Linked DNA regions of Hordeum vulgare: region 2 is linked to region 1. Evidence: chromatin contacts called from public Hi-C data. All regions are on one chromosome and are shown on one strand. Each heading gives the region's core, a stretch centred on a gene start, on an enhancer-like site or on the middle of the called end of the contact. The rest is flanking DNA. Distances are from core to core; before and after follow the strand shown.

Region 1 (3,099 bases), core at 335-2,834:
AACTTGGTAACTAAGACAAGATATAATTGTATTAAGTTACGGGCGTTTATTTGGCCCGGACTCTGTTGTAAATTCGAGGCTTCTACCTATATATAAAGGAGAGCCCTCGAGTTAGAAAGATCAAGTAAGAAACCCTCGAGAGCTAGGTTAGTGATTATGCATCCTTACAATCAAGATCACCATCAATATAGACACAAAAACAGGACGTAGGTCTTTACCTCCATTGAAGGGGCCGAATCTAGGTAAATCCGTCTCTCATCCCAATCAACCACTTCGAGTTGCCACACCACGATGATGGCCTCACCACTAAATTCGTTCAGAAAAAACATCTACCGTGACAAAATCACGACACTATTTGTGAGAAAACCTTGAAATTTGGTGGCTTATTTTTTAAGCTGCCAAAAGAACTGACCCTTATCTAGGTGCAGGCATGGCAACGGTCCGGACGTTCGCAACACCCTCCTTCCCTAGTTTGTCATCGACTTGCAGAAAGAAAAAAAGCATTCAGATTACACAGTACAACACAGTCATATGCACATTATTTGGGAGTACGCCTTGAAGACGCCGTGACACCTTATGTAAAACGCTTGTGCATTGGAAAAGACCAAAATTAATATGGATTGGGAGAATACAATCATTTTCCTCAAATGAAATCAAGTTAATTAATGTGGCAATAGTGCGGTACGTATTTCATACACCCAAAGTCAATAGCCGAGATCCGCGGAGAGGGAAGAAATATCAGGGAGCATATCCGGGCGATCACGGTACGATGGTGCATCATGAGCTCCTAAAAATATCTAGCTGCTCCTCTGCCACGTGCCCCCTCACCAGCCGGAGGTTACACACGGCCGCGCCCACCCAATGAATGCTGGTCGCCGAGGCGGGTCCCGCGGAACGGTCTGATGTCGCCACAGCACGTGAGCTTGCGGTGACGTGTCGAAATTTCCGCGGCGTCAGGTCGGCCGGTACAGGAAAGGCAATGACAAGCGAAAGCTCCGTTCCACATGGAGTCAAAGGATATTAGGCTTGCCCAATTCAAGTATCTCTGACATACTATATCCCAGTCATTTCTAAGAGTACATCACGCTATTTCCAGCAACCACCACATGTGAGGGCAAGTTCAGTTGCCCGTAAAAATCCTATACCGATTTTATCTCTCTTTTAGGTAATCTCTGTGTCTCAAAATATAGTGTCAAAGAAGTCTTAGATTTTAAGGCTTTGGGAGTAGTATAGTGACCATCATTTTATAAGATTTTTTGTGCGGGTTTAACGATAGTTCCTATAGCTGGTTAGTACTCCGTTCTTCGTAAAATAAATGAATCAATTTTTACACTAATTTCATATTAAAATTAGTATAAAATTGAGTCAGTCATTTTTAGGACAAAGGGAGTACTTTGGGAACGACACATTGTAGCATAACGCAAGGATCAGCCCGATCGAGAAGTAATCATACGGCTGATCCGCTCACGGGATTAACCGGATAACGCCTTATCGCGGGCCATCAAAAGTAGATTTTGCGATTAATCTCTGCTACCCAAGCGTGTACCCAGAAACCCGGCGTGGACATAGCTAACACGCAAACAAGCAGCAAAATAAAAATATAAAAAATTAAAAGCGAGCCAACGCTCCAAGCCGCGCCTCCTCCGCACGGGGATAAAAGCCGCCCCGGCGTCACGCGCACAGAGCAGAGAACGGCCACTCCGCAGCATCCAAGCCAAGCCACCCACGACGCCGCCGACGGAACCGCCGCTGCAAAACCGCCAGAAAGAAGCACCTCGCGAGCGGCGGCGGCGGCGGCGCTGATGGCGTGTTGGCGGAAGAAGGTCGTGTTCCGGGCGCGCCGTGCGTGGGCCGCCGTCTCCAGCCGCGTCCTCCGCGGCAGCAAGTCCGGTCAGTCTCCCTCCCCGCACTCCTCTCTAACTCAACCGCTGTCCACCCGCATGTGTCTACGATCCGCTTGGTTTCTTGATTAGAAGCGCTAGATGGCGGAAGGTTTCCTCTTCGTTTTGTTTCATCTACTGTTTTCTGAAAGAATAAACAGATGAAATGTGGGTCTGAAAAAACGTAGGTCACTGGTACTGTCTTTTGGAGGTGACGGGACGCATAGATGCATGTTTGGCAACGAATTTCACTGGAGTCGTTGATTTCTTTGGGCCCTTTTGTTTGTTTATCGAGACGAAACTTGTTTTTCTTTCTCTCTTAGTAGTCATACTGTCTCTTGGAGGTGACGGGACGCATAGATGCATGTTCGGCAACGAATTTCACCGGAGTCGTTGATTTCTTGGGCCCTTTTATTTGTTCATGGAGAGAAAGTTGTTTTTTCTTTCTCAATATAATGCTGTATTCGTTCAAAGAAGAAGAAAATGAGAAATTTCCGCACTCAACAGAAAATCAAAATTATAAACAGAAGTAGTTCAATACGGTCCAGATTTACTGCTACACGCTCTTCTGCTATTAGAAATTTTTTGGGAAATAGGTCCCCAACATGCAGACCAAAGAACAGGAGATAATGCTTGTATCAGTAGGTATTATTTACGGAATTAAGTGCAGTAAATTCGCTCTCCGGGATCCCGGTCCGTAGCCGCGCCGGTAGTACTGTTCCCTCCGTTTCATAATGCAGTGCATCTGCGTTTTTTGAGATTTATGTTTGACCATAAATTTAACCAACGTGACAGGCGGAAATAAAAAGTATACCATTGAATTCGTACTCGAAAGAAGTTTTCATTGATATAATTTTTGCTCCCGCTGCAGTAGACCACGCTGGTTAAATTTATATTTCAAAAGTTTTCATTGATATAATTTTTGCTCCCGCTGCAGTAGACCACGCTGGTTAAATTTATATTTCAAAAAGCGCGGACGCACTATATTATGAAATTGAGCGAGTAACATTTAGTACTGCAAAATCTCGATTTCAATACTGCTTGGTCTGTTGAGGTACGCATTACGTTGCTTCCATTTTATAAAAAAAATTGGTGGTCTTCGCGGTCACTAAAACAAATTTGCCGGTGGTACATCTTAATTCACATGGCATTCGTGGATGCTTTGTGTGTATCAAGCCATGGGACAGGGATTTCATTCGAACGCAGTATTTTTGCAAGA
Region 2 (3,099 bases), core at 383-2,882, 360 kb before region 1:
GGGAACAATCCATGGTAGTTGCAATTCTCCTCTTTCAGTTTCCAGTCCCAAGACCCGATACCGGCTTTATCTATTCCCCTGCAAATGTGTACAATTTTTTGTATGGTATCTCTGGCTGGCATAATCAGATGAACGAAATACATGTGAGCTTGTGAGGCTTTCACTGCTTACTTGAGGAGATCAGCAGTTGGTGCAGACAACACCGTGGAGTAGCTCTTCCCACCAGGACGCGAAACGAATGCCTAGACAGGCGAAAATAGTGGGCAATATAAGTCGTTTTCCACCATAAATTGAGCATTGCAAGTTTGCAACTCATGAAAGCAAGTGTAATTTTTTTTATTACTGAGAACTGGTTGGCTAGGATAGGCTTCTCTTCATATATCCTGGGGAATATTTGAAACTGCTGAAAGTACCCTCTGTAGCTTCTTCCTATACTTCCTGAACTGAAAAAAGAAGGAGAATGTCATCTGAAGTTCAGTCACCTGCTTAGCCATGCATGAATGTCACAATCAAGGCAAGTTTGAGAGCAAAATCAGGGCCAGAAACATCCAAAGAACTTACCCTAGTCCGCCGAGGGGTACCCCGCGGTAGCAGTTGTCCATCCATTTCTTGAGAGGATCATAGACCGCAACCTTGGCGAAACAAGATAATATTTTTTCAGAAATTTCACTGGCTACCGAGTACTAACTAGGGAGAATAATTTGCACCGGCATTTCATCTACATGTGCATGATGGTTGACGGATTATCTGAATGTTCAATGGCACAAGAGTGACTCACCTGGTTTTTCGCGATTCCTTCGACGTGTAGTCGAAGCATTTTGAAAATCAAGGGTATCTGAAGTACAACCATGGTCAGTGTTTATGTAGCATTGGTAGTATGCATTCTTGCTTCTGAATACAAGATTTAGAAGATACAGCCCATGTTGACATGCTTGCTTACAATTGTCAATATATCAGTGGCCATGCTAAGCATAGCAACCTTCTTGCCTTCATCATCGAATTTCCTCTGCCAAGTTATTGCTGGTGGCTGAGCACAGTCGACGTGCAAACGTGCCTGGAGCAAGAACAACCATGTCAGACCAGTTTGCTAGCTCAAGACATATAAACATAATGGTTTGAAACAGTCAGGAGCATGCTGATTAGAAAATCATCCAAGAAACAATTGAAAAAAGCCAGGAGTACCTTAACTGAACCCTTGAAAAGTAGAGCCAGTTAAGTAATTGCACCAAATTATTGATGAGCCAAAGAAATGCAAGTGCCTTTTCAGGTCGGGAGATACCTTTGCTTGCTCTAGCTCCGAAGTCCCCATCTTCAGAGACCGATGAAGGAGCCAATTCGGCTGGAACAGATACACATGGTCAACAGCTCGAAGAACAGAATTACCCAGATTCAGAACAGAATCACAAGAGGAGGAGAGGAAGTACCTGAACCTGAAGACCGCACACTGAAATGTTCAGCTCTAGTTGTTTATATAACTCATTCGACAAGAAGAGGACGGCGAAGACGACGAAGGAGGTGCGAGGGGCATAACCAGAAGGACTGGTTGGCATCAGACTAGATATTCTTCCGGTTCGTGGAAAAGTTGGCATACACGACACATCACATTCGTCGAAGTTGTTGGATATACACTATTCATGCTCCCCGGTCATCATGATCCTCGCGTTTGTGGGCAAATCTTTTCGGATAATTACCCGGATTCCCGCGTCCGCGTCATCATGCCGGACGGAACAAAGTATTGCCGATGCAGCTACCCATGTAGTGCCTCAAGGAAAAGACGAGTGCTGGAAGCATCCGTGATGGGTGCCACATCGTCGCGTGGTTCCTTCACTTGTTCCGTCAGAAATAGCAGCCCGGGTGTTGGAAACGAGTGCGCTGTGCATTTTGTGACCAATTATGTTGGGCAAAAGCTGCCCCGGACCAATTCCCTCTAAGGATTAGAGTTAGACTATTTATATAATTTGAAAATTTAAGGCCTTTAAGTATCATGGAGCTCGCTTAGTATGCTGATAATAACTACGTATGTTGGGCCCACATGGTGGTTAAAAGGAGATTGTTCGAGAATGAAGGGGGTGTTTGTTTCCACGGACTTTTTGATGTAGGGACTAAAAAAAGTCTCAAAAAGTCTCATGTGAAACAAACAGGAGGGACTTTTAGGGACTAAAAGGGGGTATTTGGGACTATTTGAAGAAGTCCCTACGGGAGGGTCTTTTTGGGACTTTTTTGGCACTTTTTCCAACAATGCCCCTACTTTTAGCATGTCATTTAATAACTACTGCTACTACATTACTAAGGGTAACATGGTCTTTTTGCATGTCATTTAGTGACCTTTAGTCTCTATTTAGTCCCTGGAAACAAACGGGTAGGGACTAGGGCCTTTTAAGTTGGGACTAAAAAAAGTCCCGGGACTTCTGAAACAAACAGGGCCGAAATCCACTGGTTGGAGCACGAGGCTCCGAGGCCTTGTTTGACAGGAAGGGGTTGGGGAGGATTGCGGTCCCTCAATTGCCAAATCCCTGAAAGCCATGAGACAAGGTTTCTGAGCCGCGTGGGTTGAAAGAAATCGAGTGGGATTAGAAAGGATTGAAAGGGTTTGCTCATCACAAACCCTGTCTACTAAATGAACATGCAGGAAATCGCGGGGTTTCTGATCCCTTCGAAAATAATCCCCTACAAACTTTCTTAAACCCTGCGCATCAAAGAAGGCCCTGAAGGTTAGAGCACGGCACTCCAGCCACCCAGTAGCAGTCAGTCGGCCGTCCGTATCCAGCTTCCAATGAAAAGTCCAATTTCTCTCACATGATATATCCTGTCTGTCGCGATCTCTCACATGATCCAGCTTCTCGCTTGTTTGCTAAACCACGCAACATGCCATCTACAAAGGACATAGAGTATTTCGTTGCGAGCACACTAAAATCTATTTTTTTTGCTGGAAAATTAAATTAATTTGTTGGTAGTTTTCTATTTTATGAACCGTAACCTATTTCTTTATCCATGTAGCCCTGCCACATTGGCAAGTAGTGCATGGCAGTTTACGTGTCTTCAATTGAACCAAAGAACAAAGGAATCCAGAGCCTAACCAGGTGCTGCATCATCCGAAAC

What was found. A called contact is a pair of places that touch in the nucleus more often than the background predicts.
Region 2: a contact with region 1 is called in a Hi-C map of seedling, with 6 times the contacts expected there. The contact joins the promoter of LOC123412106 here to the promoter of LOC123411991 in region 1. A contact is called at or near these places in 1 of 6 Hi-C or Micro-C datasets (seedling) and 1 of 1 datasets of contacts at active chromatin or transcription factors (embryo).

Annotation. Positions count from the first base shown.
Region 1 is chr7H:432,121,770-432,124,868 of MorexV3_pseudomolecules_assembly, reverse strand. It overlaps LOC123411991, which reads left to right and starts at 1,584. Exons shown (of 2, transcript XM_045104951.1): 1 at 1,584-1,890. The coding sequence starts at 1,803.
Region 2 is chr7H:432,479,392-432,482,490 of MorexV3_pseudomolecules_assembly, reverse strand. LOC123412106 (non-lysosomal glucosylceramidase-like) reads right to left here and starts at 1,632. Exons shown (of 15, transcript XM_045105051.1): 1 at 1,425-1,632; 2 at 1,280-1,339; 3 at 941-1,054; 4 at 779-835; 5 at 562-632; 6 at 344-443; 7 at 172-242; 8 at 1-78. The coding sequence starts at 1,589.